Linked DNA regions of Mus musculus: region 2 is linked to region 1. A link is a contact called in public HiChIP or PLAC-seq data. All regions are on one chromosome and are shown on one strand. Each heading gives the region's core, a stretch centred on a gene start, on an enhancer-like site or on the middle of the called end of the contact. The rest is flanking DNA. Distances are from core to core; before and after follow the strand shown.

Region 1 (6,838 bases), core at 3,175-5,674:
GACACATCGTTATACAAGTGCTGAACTTGACTTCATGTTTATTATATGGAAACTACTGGGGAAGGGTGTGGGGAGACAGAGGTGGGAAGAATCCTCAGGGTTTGCACATAATTCTATTCCTTCTTTTTACTGATGATGAGTCACTGTTGTTTCCCCTTGTAGTTTCTTTCAGGATGGCTTGAAAACGGCTGATAAACTGAAACAGTACATAGAAAAGCTGGCTGCTGACTTATATAATGTAAGTCCCTACTTCTAGCATGTGCATTTAACTTGTAAGGAGCATCAGGTCCATTTGAAGTCTGTATCAGAAAGGGTGTTAGGCAGAGAAGACCAGTGATAGGTCAGTGTAAACCTGGCCAACAGGTCTTCATCTTAGCAGCGAACCTGTGGAGGCTATGAAGAGTGGGAGGAGCAAATAAGAAATGAAAAGGTAAACACAGGGAGGAGAGGGGAGTGGATACTTAGAGATGGAATAATTATTACTTGGAAATAACTTGGCCGATGAACTTTAAAAGAAAATATATTAGGAATCTGAATGCCTGAGACCAGACAAGGTTAGAGTTACAGATAACAGTCGAGGCATTCCTGATGAGAAGTGCTTTAAAATCTGAAACTCTGAGGACCAACTGGCATGACAGCACAGAACGAAAATTCCACACATGGCCACATCACAATCAAAGTGTAGTTGTGCACATACATGCCAGAAACTCTATGTAGTAGGACATTGTATTTAGCCTGTTTGAGGCTGTGTGGAACAAGTCGATTACATGTTTACACTTTTGCCCCGCCCTTGAGAGATCTCATTTTATTTATACACACGCACACACACACACATATGCAAATATTCCAAATTATAAGAAATACAAAACAATACTAATTCTACACATTTCAGGTTATGTATTATCAGCCTGATTCCTACTGTAGCTTTTGAACAAACATACCTATGTATTTTCCCTAATTTTCTTTTAGTTAGTGAACAGGGATCACTGACAGTTAAATCCCAAGTGCTTAAAAATAAGCAACAGAAATCCCGGTCCTTGTGTAGTTCTATGGAAACTTTGGTGTATGCTTTGGCGATTGGTGTCTCAGTCATTCATATGATTTTCTTCTGACATATTTAATTTTACCATGGTATTCTTTCTGCCCGTCCTTTAAAAGGCTAGAAATAAATGTTACAAGCATTATTTTCTAACCTCATTAAATAGAGGCATTGAGAGCTTTTTGGGTCACCACGTATTGTTTAACAAGAAAGCCGGATACATAACTTGCTAACTCTAAACTCTGGGTATTTTCTCAGGATTAGACTCTACCTCTTACATTAACCAGGCAGTGTAAGTAATGGGAAGATTTACTACAACTATCAAATTGATTTGTTTGATGAGTGGTATATTTGGATAATTAAGCTTTGTTTTTAAAGAAAATGATAAATAACAGGTGTGACTTTTTCTTCCATAGATAAAGCAAACCCAAGATGAAGAAAAAAAACAGCTAACTGCACTCCGAGATCTAATAAAATCCTCTCTGCAACTTGATCCGAAAGAAGTAGGTGGTTTATATGTTGCCAGCAGGGCTAACAGTGTAAGTGAGGCTGCTTGCCATTCCCTTTGTGCTTCTCCGTCTGTGAAACAGGCACATTGATAGCTTCCTGCTGGGGTGGGGGTGGGAACAGGTGAGGGAAAAGATAGAAGTACGTGTCCACAGTGATGCCCAGCATAGAAACTATTCCCACCAGGCAAGGTGGCACTTACCACTGAGAGGCAGAGGCAGGCAGAGCTCTCTGACCAGCCTGGCCTACATATGAGAACCTGTCTCAAAAAGAAGAAACTGTTCTTTCACCTCATAAGTAAATGGTACCCTGGATTCTGCTACTTTGTAGCCTTAGAGTTTTCTTAATGTTAACCTTTGAAGCAGGCAGTATGCCTCGTGATTCTCTTCTTCACACCATGCTTATCATTCTGGGAAGCCTGAAATGGTCTTTCATTTTACCAGAGATTTAAGGAAATATTTTGAGAGAGTCCTTTAGAAACTTGCCCCAGAATCAAGAAAACTCAGTTGAGATGGGCCCTGGATGTTGACAGTATAGAGTGAGTGGTGGATTTAGATTAATGCAGCTCCGATCCTTAGTTACAAATGTCATTTGTCCGGGCATTGATACCTGCTGCACATCTGGCTGTAGTCTGGGTGCTAAGTGTAGGTCCCTTCATGAAGGAGGGTCTAGTGTCATTTGTTACATGGAAGAAAGTCAAATGTGCCTGTTTGTGCAGTTTTGGAGTGCAGTGTTTAATGGTTGTATAAGAGATGCATTTGCTTTGTCAGTGTCCAGTGATAGCTCCCAACAGTGGCATTCACTCTTTTTTTAATTCCTGAAATTTCTGAATGGCATTCATGTGGCCACACAGAGATAAAGCACCCTCCCTCCATCCCCACCCCTAACGCACTGGAAACCTGCACTCACAGCACTAGCCTTTTACAGCGGCCTTCAAAGCTTTCCTTTCCTAAGGCTGTAACTATATGTGTACACAGTTAAAATAATTTTTGTTTTTTTTCTAATTCCATAACTCAATGTGTGTGTATATACATTTAAAAATGATTTTTATCCTTTTTCTTCTCCATATTCAGGTTTTACAGATGTTTGGGAGTTTGGGAAAGTGAGATAAGTCCATCGTTCTTTAATGGCAGATAGTCTCCTGCTCTCCTAGCTCCTATCAGAGCAGGCCTGATTCCCACAAACATCTGTGCACTGAGGCAAAGTCCTTACGTGCAGACTTACGCTGTGACTGTGCCTGTGATCAGGGGCCTGAGACTATCTCGGGAAAAGGGTTTTTTGGGTTTTTTTTGTTTTGTTTTGTTTTGTTTTAATTAGAAGCTGAAGCACACATACTCTCTGCTTGGATATAAAGAGAAGTATTCTTGAATGATTTCTAAGTGTACATGCAAATAGAAAGGCCCAAATGGAAAGGAGAAAGAGTAGACATTTGTCTAAAGGAAGCTGTGATGGCTTGACTGGTTCGCACATAACCACTTCCTATCTTTGTTTTGCTATCCAAGAGCAAAGTCATTTTGCCTTGTATAGGTATTGATGTATTCTACTCAGGTTGGCTAAGAAGCAAAGTTTCATGACAGAAGGAGTATCTAGGAGGTGAAATGAGCATGAAGTGATTATATTTAACTCTACTTGAAGTTAATTAATGGGTTTTAATTGTCACTCCTCCTAAATATTTTGCAGCTAAAATTGTCATTTAACAGCATACCCACCCATCCCTTTCTAACACTATCACCTCTTGTTGCAAAATAATTAGCAAGTTAATTATTTTTAGTGACTTCGAGATAATAGAAACTATCTACCAAGTAAATGTGAAGGACGATATCCACCAGAGAGTTCTTGTCCTCCTAACATTTGAAAGAGTGCAAAGTAATCGAAACTATTTTATGAGAAATTAAAAGCACCCAGCAAACCACCTAACTGACTTCACCAGTTTCTAATGTGACTTGATTGAAGGACACTGTCTTAGTTTTGCTTCCTGGCGCTGTGATAAAATACCCTGACCAAAGCAACGCAAAAGAAGCACAGGCACAGCCCCAGGTTACTGTCCAGGCTGCAAGGACGTCAGTCAGAGAGCTGGAGCAGTCAGGAGCAGAGAGCAGTGAGTTAATGAGTGTGTTCTCGTGCTCAGCTCACGTTCCCTACTCTTGTGCTATCCAGGATCCCCTGTGTAGGACGTGGGGCATCCAGGGTGTGGGGATCTCCTCATCTCACTTAATGCAATAGCCATGAGCCCTTCCAGAGGTCAACCTGACCCTCACCAGACTCTCCACGAAGCTCCCTTCCTAGGTGATTCTAGAGTGTGTCAGGTTGACAATTAAAAAGAAAGTCAACGGCCAAACCTTTACCACAGAGCTTCAAATTTACAATGGCAGGTCAAATCTTAGTGGGCCAAATAGATGATGACCTGACAAGGTGCCACCAAGACTGACGACCTCAGCTTGGTTCCTAGACGCCTGTGGTGGAGAGCACCAACTTCTGCAAGTTGTCCTCTGACGTCAGCAGAGGGGCACACACAAATAAACAAATGCAAAAGGAAAAAAGCCTAGCGACTGTTAAAATAGCTATGAACAGGATCCCCAGATATTTGGAAAGATTATTCTTTCCTCCATCAAGTCAAGTTACTTTCCTTTTTTTTTTTTTTTTTTTTTTTACTAAATGTTCAGTGGAATGACTTACCTTCACCTTAGATAACAGCCCCGCTTCCTGAAAGAACTGCTTGCTGCTGAACTATTTCTAGGGCTGTAACTCTTCCCTTTCTAACAGTGATTCTATGCATTGTGTGTATGAAACACAGAAGTGTCTGAGAACTAGTGGGCCTTTCACGGTGTGGATGCAAGGTGACTCGCTCAGCATGTCACTCCTCCCTCTCTTCAGTGTGCCAAACCCTACCCAGAGCTTAGTCACCCACCACACACTTGCCGTTGGAAATGGGAAGTCCTGTGGTAAAGGTTTGGTTTTCATTGAATACCAGAAAGCATTCACAAAGACCTTAGATCAGTGACTAGGAATTGCATTCAGTTCAGAGGGTTGAGGTTTTACAGATTAATAGTGCATGTCACATGTCAGTGTAGCTTCAAAGAAAGTGATTTCCCTATCTCTGCTAGGGTGCAGGAGGTCAAATTGGAAATCAGTAAGGCAGACTCAGTGAGGTAGATACATTTCCTAGCTCTTGGCACAAAATTGCCCAAAGGTTTCAAGTTCATTGTTTATTTTCAGTGTTGCATATTTTTGCCTAAATGAGTTTGGAATTTGCATTTTTCTTTCCTGAATATGTAGTTGATTTCTCTCATGCTATCAAAACAACTCAAAATCTATTTCATTCTTTAGTTGTATGTGTTAAATTATAAGTAGTACGATAATTTTCCAGTACTTTCTCGAAACTAAATTCACTTTTCATTTATTGATATTGCTACTAAGCACCAGGTGGTGATGGCGGCACATGCCTGTAATCCTAGTGCTTGGGAGGCAGAAGCACGTAGATTTTTGAGTTTGAGGCCAACTTGATCTACAGAGCAAGTTCCAGGATAGCCAGGGCTACACAGAGAAACCTTGTCTCAGAAAACCAAACAAACAAATGGAAAAAAAAAACAAAAAAAAACAAAAAAAAAAACTTCTACTAAGCAAGCTGAATGGCCATTATTTCTCAATGAAGTAAAAATAATTTATGTACATTTATTAACCTATGAAAGTCATTAATTAGCTAATTTCTGGAATTGTAGAGAAAAAAATACAGATCTGGAAGGATTTATTGGACTACTGTACTGTGCTGACCAAGACCATGGTTGTATTTCAAAGTAAACTCTAGAAGCTGGCAAGGTGGCTCACCTGGTGAAGGTGCTTGCCTCCAGGATTGATGACTGACATTCAGTCCCTGGTACCCATGTGGTAGAGGGAGAGACTGATTCCTGGAATTTACACTCCTCCTCATACACACACACACACACACACACACACACACGAAATACATGCATACATTCATTCATACATACATACATAAGTGAGTACAAAAAAATGTAAACAGAAACATTAGAAAGTAAACATTAAGAAATTTTGTAAGAGATTCCTAGATCTCATTCTACCCCACAACCCTGTTCCAGATAATCTGATTTGTTCAATTTTATGGAAGGAATCTGGCCTGTTGAAAACAAACTTCCTTACAGTAAGGGAGAAGTGACTAATAGGGATGGAGAGATGAGTCAGCAGTTGAAAACTTGCTCCTCTGACAGAGGTCCCAGCTCAGTTGCCAGCACCCATATGGTGGTTCACAACCACCCCTAGCTCCTACTGCAGGGGATCTGATTCCCTCTTCTGAACTCCAGGCATGCACATGGTACACAGAGGCAACACATTCATATAGATAAAATAAATGTTAATAAAATAAAATTATCTTTAGAGTAAAAGAAAGGAAGACAGACAGACAGACAGACAAAAAGAATGTCACTTGTAACCCCTTTCATCAGTCTCAGCCTACTGGGTAAAGCCTTCTGGGAGAGAAGGAGAGGAGTGGTCAGAGTGCAAGCATCCTCTACAAAGCCTTATACATTGGATCCCAAGACTCTGCAAGTACACACTGTTGGACCTAGGAGAATGGCACATGGGTACCTACGTATGTGGGTGCATCCACTAACATGCACACACACATGCACATTTCAATTGGGAAACAAGAATACAGAGGACATCACAATATGTGGCTCTGATATTCTGAGTTTTCAGTTTATTTTGGTTTTACTGAGGCATTGGTTCTGTGTTCCCACATTTTGAATGATGTTACCATTTACTGAGAAATGTACGCCTTATCATCTTCATTGTGTTTATCTCCTCACCACACATGAGCTAAAATATGTAACACTTGATTTGATTGGTATAGAAATATTTTACTGCTTTATCATCCAGATTCTATTATGATCATGGATGTGTTTTTTGGTACATCTTTACAATAATCTTTTCTATGTATATTTTATAAACTGCTTAAGTAATGGCTGACAGAGCTTTTAACACAATTAACTATTTTCAATCTTCTGCCTTTTTTTTTCTTTGTTGCTTTGCCCTTCCTGATCGAAGTCTAGAAGAGTAAGTTAATACATTTGTGAGAATGCGTTGTCCTACTATGTACCTAGAGACTTGTCCTCTTGCTGCAACTCCACTATATGTTTATTTGTTTCATTTGTATTTTACTTCTTGGATTTTCATAGTATGGCCATTGTGTCTTGTCTTTCTGTCCTTAGCGTCCACGGCTAGGTACCAGTGGAGTGCCAAAGTGAAAGCAGGCTTGCTTGTTTCTTTTGCTGGAGT
Region 2 (7,325 bases), core at 671-3,170, 320 kb before region 1:
GGCTGGTGGCTGGTGGCCGAACTTACGAGATGGTTCTTCCAAGGGGATCATGTAGGGACTTTCCCTAGCTAGTCAGCACTAAAAAAGACAAAGCACACCTTGTTTCTTGACCTCAGCCTTCAGTCTTCTTTTCTAGGTGAGGATGCTAGGCTCCTCCTATGGCTGGACTATGGCTTTGAAATTGGCCCTTCTTCCAATCTCCAATACCAACAGCAAACTTAGGAATCCAGCTTAGGCCTTGTGCCAGAAATGAAGATGTATGAAATTGTGAGTTGGAGGTAAAGCTGATCTCTTCACAACACCCTGGAATGAAGGTCATGGCATATACACCCCACAGGAAGCCTTTACAGAGATAGGTGAAAGGGCAGGGGGTACATGAGGATCCTGGCTTCAGAGAAACCAGAAGAGATGAATTCACTTAGCTTACTCCCACATCCTCCGTGATATGCTGGGTCCACTTCAACTTCTTTTTCTTCTATCCATACAACTCTTACTAATACATCAGATGTTCCCTTCACCACCTCTCCTTCTTCACCAGAGAACAAGTCCTGGCAAACCACTTTGGAAGCACCTCATATGTTCTGAGAATCAGCCAACACTTTTCAAGAAATGACCAAAAAAAAAGGTGGAGCGCAACCCTGTGTCCCACATGTTAGCTGAGGACAGTCATGTTAGGTGAGGACAGTCACAGTACAGGACCAAGCAGAAGTGGTGCTGTGCTGGGCAAGGGAAAGAAAACACAACCCAGAACGTATCTCCTTTGCCATTCTGCTTCTTCATCTTGGCCCTCCAAGCTATCCCCCCTCGATGCTCTAATACAGAGCATACTAGAATACATGCTGCAGCTCAGAAGGGTATCATTTGAGCTTCTCACTAGGCCTGGGCAAGGAGTGACCCAAAATTTCTTCACAAGAACTTCAAGGCCAGCTTCTAACCCTGCTTCTAGCAGAGGAGCCAACCAGGGGTGGATATGTAAAAGAGGCAGAGTCAATAGAAATTAACAGTCAGGAAGTGAAGCCCCTGGTGGGCAGAGGACATGAAAGAACGAAGGCTTCTTTCCCTGTTTCTCATCCAAACTGCTTCTAGAGAACAATATTTGGCTGTCATGCTGAACCCTAGTCCCACTGGTTTCATCCTATAAACAAGGGTGGCAGTGCTCCCTTGTTGATTTGTCACATGCCTCAATGACATTTTCCATCTAAAGTCCCTACCAGAGCCAAAGGCTCATAGCAACTTACTAAAGTGTACTGCTATTATTGGCTATTGTTGTCTGGTCTTTGTGAGCCTATTGGAGTGGAGAAAATTACAATAATCATCCTTGATGGGGTGGTATTTGTCATTTCCCATCCTGACACATGTGTTCAGCCATCTGAAGATGGTTTTATTAAGAGTATTGATGCCCCCTTTGAAACGGGAACAGAAAGGAAGAAGTGCAAACGAGGGATGTGTGAGGGAAGGAATAGGAGGGAAAATTATACTGATCTATACCTACTCAGAAATGGGCTGGTGTTGTGGGAACTTTTCTTGTGGAGATCAGTAAACATCTGCTTTTCCCAGGTAGAACACCAATTTCATTAAAAAAAAAAGGCAGACAATAACAATACCACTCAATTTTAGTTTGATGAAACAAAGAGTTAATCAGAATTACTCACCAGAGAGTGAAGAGTTGGCAATGTACACTGTTAAAGAGAAGAATCTCTTGGAGACTCCAGCAACTGTTAAGGATCTCTACATCCCTGTGTAAAAAGGGTCCTGTGAGTCCTGGGTCCCCTCTGCGATGGAAAGTGAATGAGATCAGTCTTGTGACATCTCCTTTGGGTAATTATAGATGTTGACAGTTCGAGAGGGCAATGTCCAAGCTGTGCCTGGAGGAGGACATTCCACAGCATCAGAGAAAATGAATCACAGTCCCAAAGAATGCAGGCCAGATATGCTTCCATCTTCCTTTAAAGTCAAGGAAACCTGAGAAAAACATCCAGGAGGGGCTATGGCAGAAGGAGGACACTGGAATCAGAAGCTCTGTGAACATCTGTTTCTCTAGACCCAAGTTTCCTCTGCTGCAAAGTGAATTTAGTATGGACACCTACAAGGTGGCAGTACACTGAAGCTTGGGTTAATTGGTTAAATATGAAACATATTCCTTCTTGCTGCTATTGTAAAGAACTATCTAGAAAGCTTTCCTCCAACCTTCCTCACCATCTTGAAAAATCTCAAACCACAGATTTCTCTTTCCCCTATCCTTTTAACAGTAGTTAACACTTTCTCCTTCTAAGAGCTATTATCTAGGCTGCCTCTTAGGTCATGTGCTCTAGCTCAAGAACCAGGGTTGTATCTTATCCAGGGCTTGACAAGAACTAGCCTTAGTAGGCATTCGATAGTATACAGTAGGCATTCAATATGTGCTTATTACCTAAAGAGATACAACATCTCTGGTTTCTTCAATCTAATACCAGTCCAGACAGATAAAAAGACCACCAAGAGACACGTGGACCTTTCTCTTGATGCCTTCACCCCTTTGCTACACCACCAGGGTCATCTGGATTTAGAATAAGAATAGTGCAAAGCAAACTTTGAAACTAGTATTTAGAAGGATGCCTTGCATTTTTAAAGGCCAGAGGAAAAACACAGCATAGTAATTTGGGGCTAAGGGCAGCTGGTGATGTTTCAACATGTGGAAATAACCACAGGCAAGAAATTGGACAGCTACCATGGAATCAATCCACAGGCCCAGGGGCCAGAATCCAGATGCTGGGCTGGCCACAGAGTCTCCCCTGCTGCAGACTTTGTCATCACAACACCAGCCTGATATGACCAACTTTGTTTTAGCTGGCCAACCAGAGGTCAGTGTCACTCGAACTGGGATAAATCAACCTGGGCAGTACACTCTAACCCACAATTTGAGCCATGCATTCTATCTGGCCAAACTGTCCTGTAAGTGTGTTTAAAAAACACTCTTGGGAGCAAACATTGACTTTTAATATATGATGTTGAGACAATCGGGTAGCCATTTTGAAAAGGTTAAAATTAGATACACATCTCACACATAAAAGCAGACGTGAAATCATCAACGTATTGCTGAGTGAAACTACAGTTTGAAGGGAAAAGATGTGTGTGTTCCTTTATGGTCTGAGAATAGGTAAAGGTTTTCTGGTCATAATTCAAAAATTCAGAAACAGTAAGAATATATTAGTTTGGTTTCTACGGCTGTAAGAAAACACTGACCAAAACCAACCTAGGGAGAAAGGATTAGCATCAGTCCTTGAAGCCAATGAAGGAACTCAAGTATGACAAGAACTGACTGTAGCTGCCCACAGCTACACAAACTGGGTTCCTGAAAAGGAGGCTGGGGCTGTATGGAAAGAGACTGGTGAGAGAAATATGGGACCAAGACAAAGATACTGATCAAGGCCCAAAGTTTACTGAGCTTATAAAGGGGAAGGCCCATTCCCCCACCATGCCAGGCTCTCATTGCTTTGTCAACAGGCTCTTGTCACTCTGTCACCAGGTTGTTGCTTATTCAGGATCCCCTCAGGAAGACAGGTTCAGCCTCTCAGCAGGTAGTGGCATCTTGGAGAAAACCTGCAGAGGTGGGCAGAACAATAGACCTAGGTGGGCTAGCTGACAGTGGCAGAACAGGTCTGAGCCAGCCTGCTCAAGGCTGGGGGAGGCTACAAATGAGAGCAGAAGCCATGGAGGAATGCTGCTACTGGCTTGCTCCCCATGACTTGTTCAATCTGTTTTCTTTCTTTAATTAAAATATAAGTCCATCATTTCCCCTTTCCTTTGCCTCCCTCCAATGTATACTGCTCCCCATTTGCTCCCTCTTGAAATCATGGTCTCTTTTTCTTTTGTATTGTTACTTCTTCCCAGGGGTGACACGTCCTACAATGAGCTGGGCCATCTCATCCCCTGGCCTCAGTGGTGGGCATGTTGTTTACTGACCAGTGTTTTCCAATGAGAAACAGAGTGCCTGCATGTATTTCCCAACATGAATGAATCATGGTATTTATTGTGCCTTTTATTCTGTGAATGCTTAGCCATCTGTCTTCTATTACTTCAAGCTCTTTGGTGATGCACCCTGTCTGTATGTCATGTCACATGCATGTACAAACACCTGTAGTTCCCTCTCAAGACTATTCTTCCCTACGACATAGGTTTCCTGTTGGCATGTGTTGTGTAATCATGGGTCTTTTCAATTACAAACCTTTACTTTCTTGATCAACAGAGAAAGGTCCCCAGTTTAGTTTCCAGCACCCATAAAGTGACTCACAGCATCTGTAACTATAGTCCTCTGGAATAGGGAGTTTTTCTGACCTCCAAGCACAAATGTGATACACATACACATGCATACAGGCAAACACTCATACACATAAAGTAAACAAATCTAAAAGTATAACAAGTGCATCCATAGTTTTTAAAGAAGAGAAAGGGGAGCAGGAAGGGAACAATAGTGATAATGGGAGTAACTATTGTCAAGTGAAATTAAAATGCTACAATGAACCCCAAGATTCTGTATAATTAATATATTCCAAAACTAAAACAGTACAAACATCATTCTGAGTCTAGTAACAATGATCAGCATCTCTTGGGGAGCTAAATGATGTTTCAAAGAATTCAATAAGTTTCCTTGATATCTTGGAAAGACACATTGTTTTCTTGATATTTTGGTAAGATATAAACATATAAACATGTAAACACGTTTACATATGCTCCTGGGTGATCATCAACAGTACACGGACTTCTGTTATTCATCTGTCAAGTTATGGAATGGAGAGGGAAGACATAAAGTGACATCCAGAAGGACAGGTGATTCCAGTTGCTTCATTTAAACTTGATGACTATTGTTCCATTTTTACTCTGCATTCCTAGTTCTGAAACTGTGTGGCTGTTTTGAGCACTGAGACCTTGTGGATGTGGCTACCTAAGCACTGACCTCCTAGCCATAAAGCCTAGTGCCATTTTCCCAACTCTCACTGGAAATGACATGTGTTAATAAAGGATGAATAGAAAGTTCCTTGCATAGGAAGAACATTTAGCTGTATCTTTATGTACAAGAGTCTGCAGCTAGACTTGGGCACTTTGTAGCTTGGCTTGATTCATCACCACTCCAAAAGATGCCGTTGTCCTCATCAAATGCTTAGCATATACTGATTCCTCATTAAAGGGGAATGCGCATCCCACTATTTCAAAGCCTCCCTTCACTCTGTGTTTAGACCACATGTCGATCCTGGTTTCTTTATGAATCTTTGTCAGTTTGCTATCATTTCACCCCTTGATGTTGCCCCAAAGAGAAGTCGCATCAGATGATCTAACGGAAATGTCTCCGAATACAAACTGTGCAGTGCACAGAATTAGCAGATGCTTCTTCCAAGAATAAATTGTTGAATCTAAAAAATAAGTAAGTAAACAATTCCCACACTTGCCCTTCCACCAGGTGCCTGGTTCATTCAGTTTCCAGGCATCTCACCTGAGCAGAGCCACACTGTCCCTAATGTTCCTCAGGGCAGCATCTGCTAGAATTTCCATTCTTTTTAAAGATACTATTCCATGGGAAGGATCTGTATCATTTTTGTTTGCCCATACATCCTAGCTTGATTTCTGTTGCTATGATTAAATATGGCAACTTAAGAAAGGAAGGCTTTCTTTTCGCTAACAGTCCCAGGTCGCAGTCCATCACTTCAAGGGAGTCAAAGCAGGAACTTGAGGCAACTAATCACATCACATATCTGCAGTCAAAAGTGAAGAGAAACGTGTGCTCATCGGTGTTCAGCTCACTTCACTCTCTACACTTATATAGTTCAGGATTCCCCTACCTAGGGAATGGTGATGCTCACACTTGTCTGTATCTTCCCATGTTATTAACAAAATCAAGACAACTCCCCCCTATAGACATGGCCAGAGACCAACCTGGCATAAGCAATTTCGTATTGAGACTCCCTTCCCAGATGGCTCTGGATTGTATCAAGTTGGTAACTGAAAGTAGTCATCATACTATATACTTGCCTATAGGTGCCCAGGCTGCTTCCATCTTTTGACTAGTGTGGTAGTGCCATTATGAACTTGGAGTGTACCTGTATCTAAATTGCTGCTTTTGTGGCTTTTAGATGTATTCCCCAGAACCAGAGACTGTACTCTATGGTCATTTTACCTTTCATTGCTTGAGAAACCATGCTATTATTTTCCACTATAGATACAGCATTTGATGTTCTCACCCACCATGCACTTGTAATGCAATTTCTCTCCAGCTACAGAGCTGCCTGGTGTGACTGTCAAATCTAATATGAAAGCAGAACACTGGAGTGCTCAGGGGACAGTGAGAGATACCATGACTCAGGTGTCAGTGCTCCACAGCACACAGATTCAGAGGTGAAGCCAGCACGAAATGAGTGACAGTATTGGTGGACTCTGGAGAGCATTGGTAATGATAACGTTTAGGGTACCACCTATTGGAATGGAACATTACTTTATATCAAGCAATGGCTTGTTTAGAAACTAATTCTTTAAAGCAAGCACTGTCCTTCTGCTCCCAAGTTTGTTTAACAAACCCATGGTATATTAAAATATATACTAACTTACTTCCTGTGGACTTACCGAAAACCAAAATTAGATACTCAGGAGATGACTAACATCTGAAGACTTGGAACTCAATTTTCATATATTCTATCACTATTTAAAAAAAAAAACACCCATGGGTGGATATTATTATCTCTTATGTGGTCCAGGGTGCAGAAGGGCAGGAAGTATATCTTCTGACCTCAGTTATCACTCCCACCCAGGGAACTCAGAATGGATGATCAGTTCTCAGGCATTGAGGATGCTTCATGTGCTCATCAGCAAGGACATAGGGCATTAAACGTCCTTGTGCAATGGTACAGGCTGACGGGGTTAGAGGATGATGGGAAGCTTGGATAGGGCAGGTAAAGGGGATTTGAGGAGAATGGGTGGATGGCTGTCATTAAAACGTGCCAAGACCCATGAAATCAATAACACCAGAAACTAACATCGTATTTCTTGGTTGTAAGTTGCCCCACAGATACACACACCGAGTTGTGTATTAACACTTGGTCTCTGGCTGGTACTGGTGTTTTGAAGAGGTCTTGGATCCTTTATGAGATGGGCCTGCCTGGAGGAAGTGGATCTCTCAGGTTTTACAGTCCAGACATGGTTCCTGCCCTGCTTTTGCATTCTCATCTGCCCAGATGTGAGCAAGCAGCTTCAAGACCCACGCCAAAGACCCACTCTACCCACCATGCTTTCCCTACCACGATGGAATAAAGATAACCTCAAACTGTGGACATAAATAAACCCTTCTTCCCTGAAGTTGC

What was found. HiChIP or PLAC-seq counts read pairs in DNA pulled down with a chosen protein or histone mark.
Region 2: an H3K27ac HiChIP or PLAC-seq map of the NIH/3T3 cell line shows a contact between it and region 1, with 5 times the contacts expected there. The contact joins two enhancer-like sites. A contact is called at or near these places in 1 of 15 datasets of contacts at CTCF or cohesin (the NIH/3T3 cell line), 3 of 484 Hi-C or Micro-C datasets (Th1 cells, bone marrow-derived macrophages and muscle stem cells) and 3 of 115 datasets of contacts at active chromatin or transcription factors (the NIH/3T3 cell line, a colorectal cancer cell line and pancreatic cancer cells).

The regions. Positions count from the first base shown.
Region 1 is chr15:64,153,622-64,160,459 of GRCm38.p6, reverse strand. Asap1 (ArfGAP with SH3 domain, ankyrin repeat and PH domain1) reads left to right here. Exons shown (of 31, transcript NM_010026.3): 10 at 163-238; 11 at 1,456-1,578; 12 at 6,608-6,616. Among named protein-coding and RNA genes, the nearest start is that of Gm20717, 59 kb to the right of the region's middle. Within about 2 kb of position 4,424, at least 65 of the 459 cell types and tissues checked have an H3K27ac peak or open chromatin away from gene starts, as enhancers often do. A contact at or near this core is called in the NIH/3T3 cell line, a colorectal cancer cell line and pancreatic cancer cells, where this site is marked.
Region 2 is chr15:64,466,331-64,473,655 of GRCm38.p6, reverse strand. No RefSeq gene overlaps it. Among named protein-coding and RNA genes, the nearest start is that of Gm46509, 34 kb to the left of the region's middle. Within about 2 kb of position 1,920, at least 46 of the 459 cell types and tissues checked have an H3K27ac peak or open chromatin away from gene starts, as enhancers often do. A contact at or near this core is called in the NIH/3T3 cell line, a colorectal cancer cell line and pancreatic cancer cells, where this site is marked.